Linked DNA regions of Hordeum vulgare: all the other regions are linked to region 1. Evidence: chromatin contacts called from public Hi-C data. All regions are on one chromosome and are shown on one strand. The core of a region is the stretch at or near the end of the contact, and the rest is flanking DNA. Distances in the headings are between cores, read along the strand shown. Region 1 holds the start of LOC123440283. Region 2 holds the start of LOC123444476 (UDP-arabinopyranose mutase 1-like). Region 3 holds the start of LOC123444475 (mitochondrial import inner membrane translocase subunit TIM50-like).

What was found. A called contact is a pair of places that touch in the nucleus more often than the background predicts.
Region 2: a contact with region 1 is called in a Hi-C map of leaf, with 4 times the contacts expected there. The contact joins the promoter of LOC123444476 here to the promoter of LOC123440283 in region 1. A contact is called at or near these places in 3 of 6 Hi-C or Micro-C datasets (leaf and seedling) and 1 of 1 datasets of contacts at active chromatin or transcription factors (embryo).
Region 3: a Hi-C map of leaf shows a contact between it and region 1, with 6 times the contacts expected there. The contact joins the promoter of LOC123444475 here to the promoter of LOC123440283 in region 1. A contact is called at or near these places in 1 of 6 Hi-C or Micro-C datasets (leaf) and 1 of 1 datasets of contacts at active chromatin or transcription factors (embryo).

The regions. Positions count from the first base shown.
Region 1 is chr3H:497,825,347-497,828,704 of MorexV3_pseudomolecules_assembly, forward strand. LOC123440283 reads right to left here and starts at 1,502. Exons shown (of 1, transcript XM_045116861.1): 1 at 717-1,502. The coding sequence starts at 1,264. The coding sequence ends at 938.
Region 2 is chr3H:497,986,883-497,990,457 of MorexV3_pseudomolecules_assembly, forward strand. It overlaps LOC123444476 (UDP-arabinopyranose mutase 1-like), which reads right to left and starts at 1,524. Exons shown (of 3, transcript XM_045121196.1): 1 at 1,094-1,524; 2 at 561-980; 3 at 1-456. The coding sequence starts at 1,396. The coding sequence ends at 109.
Region 3 is chr3H:497,614,937-497,618,287 of MorexV3_pseudomolecules_assembly, forward strand. It overlaps LOC123444475 (mitochondrial import inner membrane translocase subunit TIM50-like), which reads right to left and starts at 1,298. Exons shown (of 11, transcript XM_045121195.1): 1 at 810-1,298; 2 at 636-724; 3 at 199-235. The coding sequence starts at 1,104.

The sequences.
Region 1 (3,358 bases), core at 252-2,751:
ACTGGTGTCGTAGACCTCACTCCTCCTAAAGCAGATCAACACATACTAATTTAGCAGTACGGCGACAGCAACTAACTAGGCTAACTCGTTTTCGCTCCAAGTCAGGTCAGAGAGTTTTGAGTATTAAAAAAAAAGATTGGTGTGACGGGGTCCTACGGTGACATCGACGGGATACTGGAGGGCGTACGTCCAGCTGATCCTTTTTCCAGCTGCGTGATCGCCGGGTTCGCACTTGGTTCTTGTACGAGAAAAATGACCGGGACGTCCATGGGACTTTTCTACGTTGGTGATACTACTGTGCGCCGAAAGGATGATGAGTCCTGCACAAGAGTCCATCACTTGCCACGCCGAAAGGATGGATCCTATTAGCGATCAATCTATTATCGCATTTTTGGCTTTACAGCGTTCCCAAGAAACATCAACGATGGTCGGTTTTGAAATGAGGTTTATTGTCCCCTACACCATCGCCTACCGAGGTCTTTTTCAAACACAAAAACACGAACTGCGAGCGTTTTAACAACAAAGTGGCGACGTAGATTCCCCAGAAGAAATTCGAGGTTCAGCCGCTCAAGGCCTTGACCTCGGGTCTTCAAGCTCTGATCTCTCGCTTTCGTGGCGGCATCAAATCAAAGCATCGAGAGTTGAAGGCTCCACCTGAAAACGGAAGAACAATGGGACACCATCGGTACCTGGTACTCCAACAATGTGCGCCCACAGAGCGAATTTATAACATCTTTATTGAATGGTACTACTATTGTACACACCACACCACGGAGACGGAGACGGAGACGGGAGGATCCTACGCTAGCCGCGGCTGCACCACCGCACGCCGGGGAACGCCCGGCGCCCGGTAGGCCCATACAGGTTACCCCCACGCCTCTCCCCCAGCGAACAAGGTCATCTCGCGGCCGCGCGCGCGTACCTCCTGCTCGGCTCTTCAGATCTCCGGCTCCGGCGGCACCTCCACGGTGGCGGACGCCTCCGGGAGGAGGTGCTCGGGGCGGCATCCGGCGACGAAGTCGATGATCTCCTTGCCGGACTCGTCGGCGCCGCCGGGCGGCGGCGAGATCCGGAGCAGCACGGTGATGGCCACGAGGAAGAAGCCCGTGGAGACGAGCAGCGGCCAGAAGAAGGAGACCACGGCGCCGAGCCTGGGCCCGACGGCGGAGATCGACACCACGGCGACGGCGAGGAACGCCACCGCCGCCGCCGCGCGCAGCCGGTGCTCCCACATTAGCTCCCCGAGCTTCGCCGTGGTCGTCATCGCCGGATCGGCGCCGCGAGCACGCCCGGAGAGCAGAGATCTACGGAGGGAGGTCCTGGCTGGCTCGCTAGCCCGTTGGCTAGGGCTTTGGCTTGGGGAGAGGGGCGGGGGTTTCGTCGGAAGGGTGGAGGCTGGAGAGTGGGGGAAAGGGATGGTGATAAGCGTTGGTTTATCTCATACTGAAGAGATTCGCCCTGCCGCCGCCTCCAGCCAACGTTGTGTGCTTTTCTGGACATGGTTTTTTCTCGCAGCGACGGGGATGGCGTGGATGTGGATACACTGTCGACGACGGTGCGCTTACCTTTTCGGACGGAGTTCACCAAAATGCCCCCAACCTCGCTGTGATCTACCTCCTCTTTTAAGTTTTTTTAAACATTACATATGGAGTCAGGTGCGTGAATTTAAATTTTAAAATATGTTTATATACGTCTGTATGTAGTTTATATTGAAATTTTCAAAAAGATTTATATTTAAAAACGGAACGAGTACTCCACTAGTGGTATGTTTGGTTTTCTGTACTAGACTCAGTCATGTCTGGTGTACATAAATTTTGACCGTTTCATAGCCTGTGTTCATTGTTTAGTCTGATGCATCATGTAAAATTTAAAACATCCTTCAGGCAGGCGATCGAAAAGCGACTGTTTTCTCTTAGCAAGACTCGCGACGTGTAAAAACTACTCCCTCTATTTTTAAATATAAATCTTTCTAAAGATTTCATTAATAAACTATATACGGATGTATATAAACATATTTTAAAGTATAGATTTATTTATTTTGATTCATATGTAGACATCTAATAAAATATCTTTAAAAACTTATATTTAAGTACGGAGGAAGTAGAAAGGAGAAATGGGGCGTCAAGCTCATGCGAACAGGAGATGGCGTCAATTCGCGCGCGTTCACCGAAACTTGATGGAAAATATTAGGTCACCCCCGATCGAAATGAAAATTTCTATTTAACCCCTTTAATGGAATGCAAAGGAAAAAATAATGCATGGAACCAAACAGATGCATCCCAGGTGCACTATACAGTACACTGGTTATACATCTGAGAGGGCATTTTGGGAAGGCATGTATTTTCGTTGTGTGATCTACAGCTTTTGGATTGTCAGGGTGCGTTTGGCGTTACACGGGCAATGCACGCAGGGGCACAACCGCACAAGGGTCGGAACGTGGGGCAGACGCTGCGCGTGTACGGCTCATGAGCGCTGCGTTGCTTGCTCACGTTGTTCGCACGTGCAAGCCACTGGATTCACCGGTTCCGTGGCTTCCGTCTCCCGTGACTTTCCGATGGCCAAGAGGCCAGCCTGCCACGCCCATTTGCTGTACATCGACTAAGCCTAAGCACCGGCCCTGACCGAAATCATTAATTACGAATTTTTTTTAAATCACTTTCGCCTTTGTAAGTTACGGCAAATGGTTCATTGCATGTCTATCACTTATCGCAAGCAGAAAGTTTTTCCTTTTTCTATAGATTTGTATTTTTAAATCACTTTATTTCCTAAACCGTGCGTTTATATCTTGAACTGTTTTCACCGTTGTATTTCTCGTATTGAGATCTTAAAAACTAGATCCCATGTTGATAGATTTTGATGAATTTGTTTCACAAAAAAACCGAACAAAAAAAACCACCTCTCTTGCGATAGGGAAAAAAAATTAGAAAATACATTTTTTCTCTGTAATTTTTTCTTTTCCGAGAGGCACGGTCGTGTCTCTCACGAAGACAAAACCGTGCCTCTCGTGAAATAAAACCATAACACTCACAAAAAAATATGTTATTTTTTCCTGTTCGAGAGGCACGCCTCAACTGAGAGAATGTTTCACACTGCTTGTATTGCGTTTGATACAGTTACATATATATACATGCAATCAGAGAGAGAGAGAGCGCTATACAAGCGGGCCTTTACAGCGACGAGCTGTGCCGTGCATGCATGAGTGAGGCGCACGTCGCGTGAGTGGCGATGGACTAGGAGCTGCTGGTAGTGCATGCCAAAGGACCGGGTGTGTGAGTTATCCATTGGGTGCTGACCGTTGTGCACTAGGTGCGTTCCAACACCCCCCCCCCCCCCCCCGCAGTCGGAACGTGCGGCTCGC
Region 2 (3,575 bases), core at 274-2,773, 160 kb after region 1:
CTGATGCACGCACTGAACCTACGAACTGACGAAGCACGCTCGCTACCGGTATACGCCGCCCCACCGCCTGCTCAGTATGCTAATGCAAAAAAGGTTCTCTCCCTCGATCTACTTCCCCTTTGGCTTGCTGCCGTTGGCGTCGGCCTCCTTGGAGTCCTTGGAGTTGAGCATGTCCCAGGCCTCGATCCAGGTGACCATGGCGTCGGCGAGCTTGACGAAGTATGGGTCGATCTTGCCGAGCTTCTCCTTGACCTGCTGCGAGAGCGAGATGTAGCACTTCTGCACGGTGTCGCACTCCTTGGTCAGCTTCGCGGCCTGGAAGAAGGGGATGATGTCCTCCTGCCAGAAGATTCCCTTGTACTCCTTCTTCAGGTTCACGAACGGGTTGCTGGCCTTGCTGTGCCAGATGTAGGGCAGCCCCGTCTTGACTCCGAGCCCAAGGTGGTCGCAGATCACCTGCACACACATTCAGACAAGTTCTTCAGTAAAAGGAAATGTACTGGCACTTGAGTGGTAAAGTAGAAATCAGAGACGATGTGTTTCAGTGTTTGTGTGGTTACCTTAACACACCAGCCGGCCCACATGTCGTCGTAGCGTCCGATGGGCTGGCCGTCGCCCATGAGGCCGAAGTACATGGCCGGGCCGATGAGCTCGCGGTCGAAGGCGAGGTTCATGCCGCACATGGGGAAGAGGGATCCCTTGGGGATGGTCATGACGGCGTCGACGTACCTGCCGTTGCGCTCCCGCGGCTTGACCAGCTGCGTGGGGGCGTCGTAGTCGGGGATGTTGAGCCAGAGGCCGTGCGATACGGCGGTGGGCACGCCCTCCCGGAGGCTGAACGGGTAGCCGCGCACGAAGTCGGCGCCCTCCTGGTATGGGTCGTACAAGGTGTTGAAGAAGAGCGGCGTGGACGGGCAGAGCAGGTTCTGGATGTGCTTGGCCAGCGCGTCGATGTCCTTCCCCGTGGGGTCCTTGGCGACCTGCAATGCCACCGCAGGACAGGAGACCAGTCAACTCCGGCCAAGAAGAGTTGATATGATATGACAACGGAAGTGAAAAAGAAAGAGATGGATCTGGTGGTGGTGGCACTCACGAAGCAGTCGTCGTCGATGGTGTAGACGTACTTCTTCTTGGAGACCATGTAGCCGAAGCAGCGGCAGGCGGAGTCCTTGAAGGAGATGCAGGAGGCCTTGGGGCCGAGGATGCGGTTGATGTCGTTGCGGTTGTAGAGCTCGTAGTCGAAGCCCTCAGGCACCATGACGGTCCTCGTGGGGTCGCCGTCCTGCACGATGATGAGGTGGTACGGCTGGAAGAAGGGCCGCCACATCTCGAGGAAGTCCAGGTTCCGGATCGTCGGGATGACGATGTCCAGCTCGTCCTTGAGCAGCGGCGCCATCGTCCCCGGCCGGCCAAAAGCCTCGGATCTCTCCTCCCTGATCCCAGATGCGAGCAGAGGAGGAGGAGGAAGGCGTGTGTGGCTTCTGGCTCTGCAGGGGGTGTGATGGGCGCTGAGAATGTGGAGGAGGAGGCGCCGTTATATAAGCCGCGGCGCGGGCTTCCTGCGCAGATCTCCACGCGTCCGGGCGGCGGTGTGGAAGTGTTCAGTGAGCAGACGGTGGCGCGCCGTGAAAGACGGATCGGGATCGCGGCGCTGGAGTGCTGGCGGGAGAAAGGAGCGGCTGGCTCGGCGCGGTCAACCGCGAGCGGCGGGCCGTCCGATCCGGAGCCAACGGCCGGATGTTGACGATCCGTTCGTTCGGCGCGTCGTCCCGTCTCCTCGTGTTTACCAAACGGCCGACTACTCTGTGCGTGGCGTGGCGTGCGCGGATCTGGTCAATGCTTACTTTCGCCTAACTTAAACTTACTGTGACGGCAATGGTAACCAACCTTTTGGAGTGGTAGCGGTGGTGTCGGTGCAGCTGGAGTGCACAGTGTATATTTGATTTCTTTCCAGTGTGGTTTTAAAGAAAAAGAAAAAGAAAAAGAAAAAGCCCGTTGAAAGTTAGGTCGTTCGGAATCTTCTCCGCCAAACTCACGTGGGGCGGGGTGTGCCGTGCGCGTCGGTGGTGTGAATGAAAGAACTCCTACGGGCGTATGTAGTATCGTATGTACGTATACACGAGCCATTTATTAGTTTTGACCGACAGGGTGTATTGTCAACTTCTACGTCCATCAATGCTCCACGCCTCCACCTGCGGTGCTCTCCCTTTCATTTCATCTAGTAGTAAGTTTCAGATTTGATCGGTCAATAGAATATCTATGCTACTGTATAGTGTATCAGTTTTGCAATGTGAAAACCTGAGCCTAAGAAGCGATTTCACATTTCACTGATCTGCGCGCGTCGGAGCGTCGGCCGAATCATGTTGACCATCATATCGAGCCATGCAACAAAAATCATTGATGATACAAAAAACAAGCAGCGATGTAGGAAATTTTAATCACGGATGCAGCAAAATCATCGTTGTCGTCGTCGTGATGTCGCAACACCGCTTTGACGGGTGTAGCAAAAAAGTTCGCGAGTAATAACAAAATGCAATTACGATTGCACCTTTCCTTGCTGGATAGAGTCGATTGAAGCTTTCTTTGTCTATTGTTGAAGCTTTTTTCAACAACGTTTGAAGCTTTTTAGATGACGGTTGCAACACTTGTATACGCGCGAGCCCGGCCATGGGAGCAGGCGACGAGGACGACAGGCGAAGGGTGGAACCGACGGAAGGGCGGCCGACGGGGGCGGGCACCGGTGATGCCGGCGGTCAACGGGGGCCGGCATAGGTGATGCTGGCGGCATCTGTGGAGGGGCGGTAGCGCAGGGGCCGCCAGATCAGAAGGATCGCGCGGGTTGCAAGCGATCGGCCAGAGCGTTCGGCCGGTGCACCGACTATAATCGTTTCCCTTTTTCTTTATGATATGCATTGCTAAACAAAATCTTATTACGATGCACCTGAACCACACACCGGAGTGATTAGTGAAACTAGAATAGCTGTGATGAAAGGTTTACTCTAAATAGGCTTTCACCCCGCTATATTAATATAGCGACCATTCGATACACCACAAGTTTCATGCTGGGGCAAACAACACAATCATGTGAAAAAGAAAGAATAAAAGATAAACAAGAGAAAAATGTGGGCAACACTAGATTAGGAAATGTTGTAGCATCACCTAACTGTTGCGCCCACCGGAGAATTCCACCACACTCCAACGCCAACGAGTTACCGCGTACCAAGCAACACCTTCAAGAAGGACGCCGACAACGACTACGCTGCTACCCGAGCGAATCCTAGGATTTCTCCCGGTACACGGAGGGGAGTGAGGGAGAGGTACCCCGACGCCCTTCAAGAAGGGTGGCTGCGCCCACAGGCGTCATCGCATTGGTGCCGACAAGACCTGACACAGAATTCTCCCGACCCCTCACACACACAGTCCAGGACCAACCCTCGGCTCCACCATGCCAAACGTCCACCAACATGCGCCACCACAGTCACGAGGACACCACCGTCGTCTAGCCACGATAGACGCTGCGAGGCCGAACGGATCAAAACAAAGCCAGCATAGAGAGCGATCGGCAGTACCGTAGC
Region 3 (3,351 bases), core at 48-2,547, 210 kb before region 1:
AGACTTGGTTATTCACTGGTGTGTGAGAAAAATTATCCAAGGTTGCCTGGAAGCTGCCAGTTTATGTAGTACTAAGCAATCATAACAGGATAGTGAGTCGCTCATTAGGTGGATGAAGAAAATGTCTGCACGATATTTGGCAATCCGCATCCAAGAGATAACAGTAAAGACAAGGAATGAGTGTGCAGTAGTCCCTACCTTTCATAGTTTCTGAATAAGCCATAGCCTTAAACTTCTGCACACATGAAAAACCATTATTGTCAGACACAATTGACGGTTGGTATCCAGTGGAGAAAGTTATTGTTGTACTCTACTTCAGGTTTTCCCAAACCCCTCAATGCAAGCCTCCCATAGAACATCATGCTCCAGACCAAAAGATTTTCACATCCTTTTAATACATGCCCATTCCTTGCTACTCAAAATTAACGACCAAATATTTTATTCCAGAAAGTGTAAGCTACAACATAGGAGATGATGCAAATCACAACAACAAAAAATACTACTACCATGCATGATATGCTATAAGTTTAGTGCACACCTCATCAGATCACATTTCCTAAAATCATCCAAATGTTGCTGCCTCATGTTTATAACAGGATAAAACAACACAAGCACCCAAAAACACGATATGTTACCTCAAAGCCGGACAAGTCCTCGCTGATTGGAATCTTCGAGTTCTTCCGGAAGTCCCGCGTCATGTGGTCCACTTCATCCAGAGAATAAGCTACAGAGACGAAAACACGAATCACACGCGCGACACCAGACCAAACCGAGCGATCCCGCGGAGGAACACGGATCGGAGATCGCACCGTATGTGACATAGCCAGTGGCGCCGAACGCGGCGGTGACGGCGGTGAGGATACCGGTCTTGAGCAGGCCGAACGCACTGCGGGCCCCCGAAGGCGGCGCCGGGGAGGGATCGCCAGCGGCGGAAGAGGACACGGAGGCGGCAGCCGCCGCATCCTTGGGAGCGAGGGATGCGTCGGCAGCGGCAGCCGCCTCCTTCGAGGCGGAGGACGCGGCGGCGGCGGGTGAAAAGGTGGAGAAGGGGGCGGCGGAGGTCCTGAGCGTGAGGGCGAGGCGCGACCTCGCGATGCGGGACATGGCGCGGCTTGCGGGAGGGGCAAGGAATGTGGGAGGGTTCGACGGGGTTTGGTTTGGCTCGCGCCGAGGGTTTAAGGAGAGAGGGGGCTGACTGGGGCGCCCGAGCCCGAGGAGGGGGGAGGGGGGAGGAAGGAGGCGGCGGCGAGGCGGTGGACGAAGGAGGTGGAAGAGTCGGGGTCTCGGGGGACTGGCTGTTGCAAGCTGACCCCACTTGTCAGAGGCTAGCAATTTCTCAGGGCTCCGGAGAGAGTGGCATATGCGTGCACGATGCGCTTTGTTTTGGACGGGGCAAGCCACAGGCATGCGGGCCAGAAGGCGGCCCACTTTAATTTCGTGTTCAGCCTTTTTGAAAGATTTTGTTTTTTGAGAGCAACTAGTTGCCGAGTACTTCTTTCAAAGCTTTTCAGCTATCATTTTCACGCGCTGTCTTTTGACGCGTTTTCAATCATCCTTATTCTTTCAAATTTTATTTTTTTAATATTTTTACATGTTTTCAGCTTTTTAGGTTGATATTTTTAAAGGTTTTTCTAAAAACATGTTTTTTAAAAGCATGGTCTTTCTTGCATCAGAGGCACGTATTTGCTTCTGCGAGAGGCACGTCTGTGTCTTCCGAAAACAAAAAATATTATTTTTTGTTTTCTTATTCCTTCGCGAGAGCCATGGATTTGCTTTCGCAAGAGGCACAACCGTGCCTCTCGGAAAAGCAAAAAAACATGTTTTTATTTATTTTTCTTTCATAAGAGGCGCAGTTTTGTTTCGGCAAGAGGGATGATTGTGTCTCTCGAAAACGACAAAAATGTGTTTTCTTTTTTTCGTGAGAGGCATGGTATTTTTCGTTTGTTTTTTTCATAAAAAAAGTTCGTCAAAACCTATGAACATGGAATCTAGTTTTGAAGATCTCGACGCGAGAAAATCCAAAAATGAAAACGGTTCAAGATTTGAACGCACGTTTAAAAGATAAAACATTTTGAAAATACGGATCTAAGTAAAAAGGGAAAACTCTCAGGTTGCGATAATTAACACACATATAGTGCGTCACTTGTCGCAACCTGAAAAGATGAAAGTGATCTTTGAAAAAGGTGCTCCTTGATTAGTGATTTTGTTTTCTTCTGTGATTGCTATATCTAAGAAATGCATGGAAAGAAGGTTAGATTAACCCCGAAGAAAATAATCCAAAAATGGATATGGTGACAAGTTTTAGGATATGTCCTACCAAATATTTTACTCAGGGCGAGATAGACATGCGGAGATGCATTTTGAGTACCGGTGGTATACAGTTCAACCCGTAAAGTGGTCAAACCTCGTCGGAGCAAACGCGTCGCCGCAGAACTGACCGGAATCTACCTGGAACTCATCGGAATTCGTCTCCGCGTGTCGGAAGAAGCCGCCTGTAGAATCCTACTCACGGCACGTCCGGGAAGCGTCCATGGCGGTGGAGAAGTTCCCGGAGGTCAATCCTCCCTCCGGCAAGGTGCCGGGAAGAGGTCTCTTAACGCTCCCGATCTCGGAAGCGCTGCAGCGGCGGAACGATGGAGAAATTCGCGATTCCAGAAGTTCTGGAAGGGTTTCCTCTCGGGACTCTAAATATAGGCTAAAGGAGGGCACTGGAGGAGGTGGGACCCACCCAAGCGGCCTCCTGGCGCGGCCTAGGGCCTAGCCGCGCCAGCAGGTCGCCTAGGAGGCCCTGGCCCCCCTCTGGCCCATCTTCGGTGATCCAAAAGCTTCTGTTTCGCTGATTTTTATATACTTTTCTGGAATTTTTTGGGCTTCGGAAAATTGGGTAAAAAACCCTACAAAATAGACATCAGCAAACAGAAACTCACACTAGGTGCACTGAGTTAGTAGGTTAGTCCAAATATGTGTAAAATGATATAAAAGTGTAGCAAAACATATAACAATGTCACCCAAAAGATCATGGAACAAGCAGAAATTATAGATACGTTTGGGATGTATCAATGCCCCTCGATGTCTAGCTTGAGTGACAGAAATATGAGACTAGGGCATGTGTTGTTGCCACCAGGGAGAAAACAATGGTGCTTGTGACCACAGTTGCAAGGATTGTTTACCTTACGCATAGTTCGTCAATGCAGTTGTCCGTTGCTTTGAGTTTACACTTTGGGTGGGGCTCGCAACTTAATACCGGCGAGATGTTCTGGATATATATCTCAAGATGGATGATTAGTAAGTATATGATGATGAATAAACAGTCTACTTGTCTTGGCATACTACCCATTACTATTGAACCTC